3 separate regions of the Mus musculus genome follow, and all the other regions are linked to region 2. Evidence: chromatin contacts called from public Hi-C and promoter capture Hi-C data. All regions are on one chromosome and are shown on one strand. Each heading gives the region's core, a stretch centred on a gene start, on an enhancer-like site or on the middle of the called end of the contact. The rest is flanking DNA. Distances are from core to core; before and after follow the strand shown.

Region 1 (2,903 bases), core at 79-2,578, 1.4 Mb before region 2:
AAGGTTTTATGCCTGCTTTACAGATTGGTGAACTAAGGGGTGTGTGTGTGTGGGGGGGGGGGGAGCAGATCGTTTCCGTTAAATGCCTTTCTCAAGGTCACGACGGTGCAAAAACCACCGGGGAAAGAGGATCTCAGGTCTCCGACCTTTCTGCACTGGAAAGGCAGCACGGCGCAACGTGCTCCGCTCTGCTCGAAATCCCAACGCCACAAGGTTTTCGGGTTAAGGATGGACACCCCGAATGCTCTCCACCGAGCTCCACCGGACTTGGGTACCCCGTGGCGTTCCCGTCCGCACTCCCGCCGTCCCAGTCCGAGCGCCACTGCTCTGAGAGGGGCCAGTGAGGGTCACTTACCGTCGCTCTCCGCCCTGACGAGCAGGGACATGCCCTTCAGCCTCTCCACGTAGCCGGAGGACACATGGCCAGTACCCCGGTCGTCCCACTGCCGGTCCTCGTTGAGCGTGTAGACCTTCACCCGCCGTCGGGTGTCGGTCATCGTGCCGGCCGGGGGCCCCGCCCGAGTGGCCCAGGGACAGTGTCCAGAAAAGGCGGGCGGCCGCAAACGGGGAACTCCGGGACCTCAGTGCCACCGCTGGCCGCCGCGGAGCTGCGCCGCCGCTCGCATGGCCCGCTCCCGGGTCCGAGCCCCGGGCCGCCGCCTTCTCTCGTCTCCTTCTCCCCGGCGCTATTGTCCAGGCCGAGCGAGCGCGGCCGCCCAGCAGCCCCGACAGGGAACGCGCAGCACTACGCAGCCTACCGGCCCGCCGTTCCAACGAGGTGCGGCTCGGTTCACAGACCCGCTCCGGCCTCCACCATGACCTCCGCAGAGCCGCTTTCCCGCGCCGCCGCCTCCTCAGGCCGCCGCCGCCATGTTTTCCTCCCTTGTACCTGGCCCAGCCGCTGCAGCAGGAAGCCCCGCTCCGCTCCTCCCGCTTAAAGCATCCGAAGCCGGTGAGGTAGCACTTCCCGGGAGACTCCGAACGCCTCTGGCCACCCGAGAACCCCTGGCTCTTCTTAGAAGCCGCCTTCCCTACTCCGCCGCCTCTTCCGTCTTCCTCACAGAGCCAAAGCCGCCGCCATCTTGGCTCGCCCCTCAAAAGCGGCGCGCGGGGCCACCTAGGCAGTAGCGGCAGGGGCGGCCCGCAAGCCCCACCACTTAAAGCGACAAGACGGGAGCCGGCAGCTTCGCTCCGGCCGAGGCCTTGCACCGAGGCGGGCGCGGAGCTGCGGGGGTGGCGGGAGCGGAGGAGGCGGGACGCGAGTCGCGCCGGTGACGGACCGGGACTCCCTCGCGCTGCCCTGCGCGTACTGTCGTGCAAGCGCGGGCTGCGTGTGCGTCCGTCGCACTTTGAATTCGTCATCACCTCGGCTCCGGGCGGGGAAGGGGTGTGGAGTCTGTTGGCGGCTTCTGGAGCCAGACTGGACTCTGATCCCGGAGCTCGTCCTTTCCCGTGCGAGCCTTCTCCGGACGCTTTAGGGAGGACCTTTGCAGTCGGCCCTGGGGGCGCGGGCTGCTGGCGTCCTCCTCGTCCTCCCCCCGCCCTCCTCCTCCTCCTCCTCTTCTTCCCTTGGCCTGAAATAGAGAAGTTTCTGAGAGAGGACCGTTTGGACCGCGAGGTTGGCGGGATGCAGTGAGGCACGCAATGGCCGGGCAAGTCTAAAACCCTCGACGCGGTGTTCACGCGTGGCACTGCTCCCCGGGATCATTCTGAGCACTCACCTCACAATAATCAGCGGTTATCTCCCTTTCTCTGTCGGTTATCAAAGCTGATCGTCTGTAGCCCTAGGCTGGTTTGTTTGTTTTTTTAAACAAAATAACAAAACACATCTTGAAGGGCTTGCAAAGATAAATGCCGTACTGTATGAATAAGATGAAATTCTTTGTTTTTTTGTTTTTTTTGAAACACAGCCTCACAATGTTGCTCTGACTGGCTGAAGCAACGTATGCGAGAAGCTGGGATCTTTCTTAACCCACACCAGAGACAAGTGCTCGCAAAGACATACCTGAAATCATTCACCAACAAAACTCGGAAGCATGTAAAAACAAAGCAGTTGCTGTTTCTAAATACCAGAATGCAATCCTTTCAAGCATCTAGATGGAGCCCATGAGCTCCAAGCAGAGCAGGTTAGCAGTATGGCCCTCTATGCTGATTATTTTATAGCAATGCTTCTAACCTTCCTAAAATGCTCTGACTCTTTTATAACACAGTTTCTCTTGTTGTGGTGACCCCTCCCTCACTATAAAATCATTTTGTTGCTACTTCGTAACTGTAATATGCAGGATATCTGCTGTGTCCCGTGTTTGACCGCCAAGGGATCGAGACCCACATGTTGAGAACCACCTTTTTAAAGGCCCTTGGAGACTGACTAGCAGAGCTTACACAGTGAATAGTTTCTTATCTGCCTTGACTCTTTACCCATCAAAGAAGAAACTGTTGCTTTCATCCCTCTGAAACTGTTTTGCTGGAGTACAGAACCCAATAGAACACACCTAGCCAGTCTCAGTATTTTGTCTCCTGGCTTATTCTGATGATGGAAATCATTTACAAACTATTTTGTGTCTTCCAGAGCTTTCCTAAATTGCTATGATCCGGGTCTTCCTCTCCTCTATAAAGTGTCCTTTAGAGACTTTGAATCAGGGTACACCAGGATTTGTACTTCTCAGAATTTCAGAATTGCCAGCTTGTGTTTGGGAACAAGTACTGTGAGGAAATAATTTATTTGGCGTATACTTCTAGGTCACAGTCCATTGCTGAGGGAAATCAGGGCAGGAACTCAAAGCAGGAGCCTGAAGCAGAAACCATGGAGGAATGTTGCCTGTTGGCTTGCTCCCCTCATACTTAGTTTTTTTTTATAAAGTCCAGGACAACCTTACTCAGGGAATATTGCCACCTGCCATGGG
Region 2 (2,878 bases), core at 266-2,765:
TAATAGGAAGAAAATGGCTTGTAGTTATTCCCCATATTCAATGCAGAGACAATAAAAATTTGAGTCTAGGGGCACAGACTTTGGAGTGAGATGGACACCTCCCTTTTAAGGACAGATAATATTGGAACCAGATTATTTAACATCTCTGAGTCTTAGTTTCCTCAATGCCCAAACGCACTTACTTGAGAATTTACCATAGGCTTTTCAGTTGGCGAAATTAGCCTGGTCCTGTTTACCCAGTAGATGTAGCCTTCAGTGAATTATTGAACACAGATTTTCTTTTTAAAAACCCATTTCAAAAAGTCTGTGAGCTGTATGCAAAATATAACTATAGCACTATTGAATAATAGTCTCAGTTCAAGTTATCTTTTCTACAAGGAACCCTCACAAACTGACTTATTTTCCTACCTCGGGATACTTCTCCCTGTTTCTCTTGGTTTACAAAAGGCTCTGAACTATTGTTGATTCATTAGTTTAGGCAAAATCCATCTCTGTCACTTGAAAGCAGGTTCTTTTTAAAAAATTGTATTCTTTTATTTTTTTTCTTATACTATTTTATGTATTTACATTCCAAATGTTGCCCCCCTTACTGGTCCCCCCTTCCCGAGTTCTTCACCCCATCCCTTTAAATTGTATTCTTTTTTTCTTTTAAAGATTTATTTCATTTATATGAGTACACTGTAGCTGCCCTCAGGCACACCAGGAGAGGGCACCAGATCCCATCCCATTACAGTTGGTTGTGAGCCATTGACCTCAGGACCTCTGGAAGAGCAAGCAGCCAGTGCTCTTAACCACTGAGCCACCTCTCCAGCCCTTGTATTTTTTTTTTAATTGGATATTTTTTTTGTTTACATTTCAAATGTTATCCCCTTTCCCAGTTTTTTTAAAATTAGGTATTTTTCTCATTTACATTTCCAATGCTATCCCAAAAAGTCCCCCATACCCTCCCACCCACTCCCACTTTTTGGCCCTGGCGTTCCCTTGTACTGGGCATATAAAGTTTGCAAGTCCAATGGGCCTCTCTTTCCAGTGATGGCCGACTAGGCCATCTTTTGATACATATGCAGCTAGAGTCAAGAGCTCCGGGGTACTGTTAGTTCATAATGTTGTTCCACAGCCCTTGTATTTTTAATTTGTGTGTGTGTGTGTGTGTGTGTGTGTGTGTGTGTGTGCTTTGTGAATGAACTCAGAACTCAGAACTCAGGCCGTTAGTCCTGGCTATTTATCTATGTACTCTATTTACTGAACCATCCCACAGGCCCAGGGATTAGACAGTTCCAGTCTCTGCCTCGAAATCCTCACGTGTAAAACTTTTGAAAGGGAGGAGGAGCTCAGAGGCCTGGGCCGGCTCATGCCCCGCCCAGTTTGGCTTGGGCCCGCCCCTGTGGTGCTCGGGACCCTGCCCCCCGTTGTGGGCGTGCTCCGCAATGTTGTGGAGGCCGCGTGCCGGCGGCGTTACGTCACACGCACGCTGGCGCGGCACCCGGTTCGGCGGCAGACGGAAGGGGGCGTGGCCTGGCGCTAGGGCCCCGCGGCCGCCGGCGCCGCCGCCTGAGTGACCTGCTAGGCGGCCGGCGGCGCTCAGCTTCCGGCCACTCAGGCAGCTCGTTGGCCACTCTGTTTTGAGGTCCTCGCCGCCCTTCCACGTCTCCCGGAAGAGCTAGCCGGCAGGTCCGGGAGCAGCGGGCTGCTGTGGCGGCCCGGGCGGGCGACGAGGCCGCGGTGCTGCCGCTCGGCGTCCTCAGGTGAGGCGCGACCAGGCCGCGGGCGGGACGGCTTGGCCTGCGGGACCCGGTCTCCGCCTTTCCCGAGCGCTGTCGTGCTCGTCTTCGCTCAGGGACAAGGAAGGGGATGCCAGAGCCCCGTAGCCTCCGGATACCGAGGCTGACCCGCCCTCCACCCCGACTCTGCTCTGGGGACCCAGTACGATGTGTTCTCGCCTCTCGGGGACCCGTGGTCACACCGCCGGGCCTGACCCCTGACCCCCGCCTCTGTGTGACATCTGACCTTCCCGGTGGCTTTGCACCACGGGAAGTCCCCTCTTGGAGTCTGTCACTGAGATAAGAGCTCAGGTTTAGTGTCTACGATCCACGTGAAAGATATGTTTTAAAGCCCCGTTAACTTTCAGATGGGAGGCAAGACATTAATTGTCTTCAGGCTTTTTTTTATTAGGAGAGCTACTTTTCTCTCGCTCATCACTAATTTTTACATCGAGCTTGTGTAACGTTTTATAAGTCAGAAGGCATGTTACATTCCTTTTTCATTTGGTTTCTCATAAATTGAAATACACACTTAAATGGGTTTCCTAAAGAGTGTGTTGAAACAGTTAACTTCCGACGAGGTTAGAGCGGAGAGGTTAAAAGGTGGGTTTACCTCTAGGTTGACCTAGATTCCAGTGTCTGAGGTGCCATCGAAGTTCCAGGATCTTTCTAAGCCATATCCATCTTTATTTGTTTCTAAAGGACTTTACAGTTTGCCATATAATGTAGCTGAGCATTATGTTACTATATTATTTTTATTATTTTATTTTTATATTATATTATTTTTAGTGATAGTGTTTGCACAACACTTGACATATAAGGATGAATTACTTCAGTAGTGTTTCTAGGAGTGCCTGTGTGTGGGCTAGAATTGGAATTTATCATTGAGCAAACCAGGCATTGTGTGTATCCACCCACTCCCCCTTCCCCAGCAGGGAGAGACATGTTTTAAAACAACAGTTGCAACAACCTGAAGCAGTGTAAGGCAAAAGAAGGGCATGCACACAGAATAAAAAGACCTAGCATAGAAGGGAAGGAAAGACAACTCTGATGCCAATTTAGTGAAGAAAGCCCAAGATCTAATAGTTCCAAGCCAAAGGGACACTGACCACATTCAA
Region 3 (2,907 bases), core at 185-2,684, 1.1 Mb after region 2:
CATGGTAGGGTCTCTCATGGAAGTGGAAGGCAGATTGCAAGCTCTTGGGGTCCTTTTGTCTTCAGCCCCCACGTGTGGGGGTTACAGGCTCATGCTGGCTTTTTAAAAATTATTATTATTAAATGTGGGTGCTAGGATCTGAATTCATTTCTTTAGAACTGCCCAGCAAGTGTTCTTACTCTTTGAGACATCATGTGTGTGGTGTGTGTGTGTGCATGCCTGTAAGATGGAGTGAGTGTGGAGGTCATTGGACAACTTGTAAGACTCAGTCCCTTCTTTCACTGTGTCCAATGGATGGAACTGAGTGTCAGGTGTGGCACTTTTACCTATGTAAATGGCTGTGCACGTCTGCGTATTGTCAGGCGGTCAAAAGAGGGCCCTGGAATTGGACTTTCAGGGGTTTACTAGTCCCTACAGTAGCGCTAGGTATAGAAACTGTGTCTTCTGGAAGAGGAGCCAGTGTTTTTAACAACTGGGTCATCTCTCCAACCCTTCCCTGTCTTATTTTGACTAGAACCAAATGTAAGCGAGTTGAATCAATGTGCTCCCCTAGAGCAAGAGCAAGGTAGTGCTCCACCGAGGTCTTACACATCTCTTTCTACCCACTGTGCTAAGCACTACCTCCCAGTTCTCTAAGAAGAGCTGCACTCATCATGGCCCAAGTTTTATCCGAAAGGGCTGGCTGTAACCTCTCTTAGTAAATCCTTATTGATTTTTCAGGATTCAGTATAGGTCTTTTTTTTTTTTTTTTTTTTTTTTAAAGAAGGCATTTTGGGACATTTTCCTTCTTCCAACGTCAGGACTGCAGAACTGTATTCGCATATACCTGTCTCCTATCCTCAGGCACACACTAGGCACTAAACCAGCTTGATTTGGCCACTCGAGGGTCCCTAGGCCGGGAGTTGAGTTAGCAGGGGCTTGTCTACACCAGAAGCAGGCCAGCAGAGCAGCCACCAAATAACCAGAAAGTCACTCTCACAGGTGCAGAGGAGCCCAGCACACTGCACACTTCCCCCGCTTCACTCTCATTGGCTCAGCCTGCCCGCGCCCATTTCCCGCCCCCGGCCCGCCTCCTGGCCGCCTGGGGACGCGGAGAGCTCTGCGCACGCGCCGAGGGGCGGGGCTCGCCCCATAAGGGTGGGGCGGGGGCCCAGGGAGCCGGACCAGGGAGCGTCGTTGCGCGGCAGTTGCGTCCTACCTCGCGCGCAGACCCCGGGCGGGGGCGGGGCCGAGGCGGCCGCTGAGGCGGCTCCCTGTTCTGGTCCCGCCCCCTCCACCCGCCCCGCCCCCTCCACCCGCCCCGCCCCCTCGGTGCGCTGCTCTCCGGCTCCCGCCGCGCTCGTGTTCTCGTCGCCTGCGGCCTCTTGCTCTGCTTCCCCGCGGCCGAGAGCGGGACCAGAGAGTCCTTCTGGTGGGCGGCGCGGGGCTGCGCGCGTCCGGCATCCCGGGGCCGCTCGGGCGGGCCGGCGAGGGAGCCCCTCGGCGGTCCATGCATCCGCCGCCGCCCGACGCCGGCGTCGCGATGGATTTCGGGCAGAACAGCCTGTTTGGCTACATGGAGGACCTGCAGGAGCTCACCATCATCGAGAGGCCGGTCCGCCGGAGCCTCAAGGTGCGCGGGACCGAGAGACGCTCCCCTCAGGGCTGCCCGCCGTCCGACTGCCCCTCGGCGCTCCAGCGCCAGTCGCCCTGTCACCGCAGCCGCTTCAGAGCTTCATTCCCTGCCGCAGCCAAGGGTCGGCCTGTCCCTGACCCCTGACTGGAACCAGTCCCTTACCCTGGCTAGAGCTAGCCCTGCCTCCTGACTGAGGCTAGTCCCTTCCTCTGACTGGAGCCGGCTGGGTCCCTTGACTACGGCCAGCCCAGTCTCCGAACTGAAATCAACCTGCCCCTGACTAACTGGAATCAGCCGGGCCCCCCCGACTTGGTCCCCCGACTGCGGCCAGCCCTGCGCCCCACCCGGCTCCGGCCTCCCCCAGGAACGGCCAAGCCGCTGTTCTCGGGGCCAGCCTCCGCAGCCAGCTCCTCAGCCCGTGGTGCTGTCCCAGGTTCTGGTCGCTGGCCCATCCTGGGTTTCACACAGCCCTAGTTCCATCTCTCGCCCGGACGTCTCAGGTCCCATCCTTTCACGGTCCTACCCCCACCTCTGCATAAGATCAAGCTTGGGTCTCCCCGTGCAGCATGGCCTCCTTCACCTTCCAAGGAGAGGCACCCTTCCCAGAGTCGCCCTAGTTTAGGGTTTGAAAGCTTCTCCTCAACCCTTGCCTCCCATCCTGAGTCACCATGCATCCTTTTCCTCCCAGGTCCTCCAGGACTGTAGGCGGGACCCTGCTCCCCAGCCCCCTTGAGGGGAGTCAACCTTCTGTTTCCCCCCCTACCTCGCTCCCCAACCCCGCAGAGTCATCTTTCCAGCCTTGTGGGGTTTCAACCCTCATCCTCACAGATGACAAACCTAGTTTATGGGCCCCTTCCCTACCCTTCTTGCCAGTTCTTCATTACCTTTCTAGAGCCTTTGATTTTCTTTCCGTCTGAGTTCATTCGGTTCCCAACAGGAGCTACAAAGCTTGTCCTTTCTGTTTTATTCAACTCCCCTTTAAAGCATTTCCCAGTGTGGAAAATGTTGTAGCGGCTTGGGGTACTGCGTTGAAGACAAAAAAATATGTGAATATATAGGTAAATATGTTCACATGTGGTATGTATGTGTAATGAAGTTGATTCCATTGAGGTCCTACAGTCTATAAGGCAGAAGAGTACAGATAGTCCCCCCTCTCAGCACTCAACTGGAGATCTGTGTTTAATATGGTGTAGAACAATCCTCAGATTCCAGATTAGTTGTCATTGCTATAATTGTGAATTTTTACCAATAGGGTCTTCAAGGGTCTTTGGGAGCCAACAGTGACCAAATGT

The links. Promoter capture Hi-C pulls out the DNA fragments that hold promoters and counts their contacts. A called contact is a pair of places that touch in the nucleus more often than the background predicts.
Region 1: a Hi-C map of B cells shows a contact between it and region 2, with 8 read pairs. The contact joins the promoter of Ppp4r3a here to the promoter of Golga5 in region 2. A contact is called at or near these places in 10 of 39 promoter capture datasets (the 3T3-L1 cell line, 3T3-L1-derived adipocytes, the C10 cell line and 6 more), 3 of 484 Hi-C or Micro-C datasets (B cells, embryonic stem cells and muscle stem cells), 7 of 115 datasets of contacts at active chromatin or transcription factors (the NIH/3T3 cell line, astrocytes, differentiating embryonic stem cells and 4 more) and 3 of 9 other capture datasets (adipose tissue, embryonic stem cells and macrophages).
Region 3: a promoter capture Hi-C map of liver shows a contact between it and region 2, with 3 times the contacts expected there. The contact joins the promoter of Ppp4r4 here to the promoter of Golga5 in region 2. A contact is called at or near these places in 2 of 39 promoter capture datasets (liver and pre-B cells) and 1 of 484 Hi-C or Micro-C datasets (muscle stem cells).

Annotation. Positions count from the first base shown.
Region 1 is chr12:101,082,374-101,085,276 of GRCm38.p6, forward strand. Ppp4r3a (protein phosphatase 4 regulatory subunit 3A) reads right to left here and starts at 1,329. Exons shown (of 15, transcript NM_211355.2): 1 at 356-1,329. The coding sequence starts at 497. D130020L05Rik (RIKEN cDNA D130020L05 gene) reads left to right here and starts at 78. Exons shown (of 2, transcript NR_038050.1): 1 at 78-2,126.
Region 2 is chr12:102,467,619-102,470,496 of GRCm38.p6, forward strand. Golga5 (golgi autoantigen, golgin subfamily a, 5) reads left to right here and starts at 1,516. Exons shown (of 13, transcript NM_001199004.1): 1 at 1,516-1,745. It overlaps Gm30198 (a long non-coding RNA gene), which reads left to right. Exons shown (of 3, transcript XR_381856.1): 3 at 1-258.
Region 3 is chr12:103,531,131-103,534,037 of GRCm38.p6, forward strand. It overlaps Ppp4r4 (protein phosphatase 4, regulatory subunit 4), which reads left to right and starts at 1,435. Exons shown (of 25, transcript NM_028980.3): 1 at 1,435-1,612. The coding sequence starts at 1,490.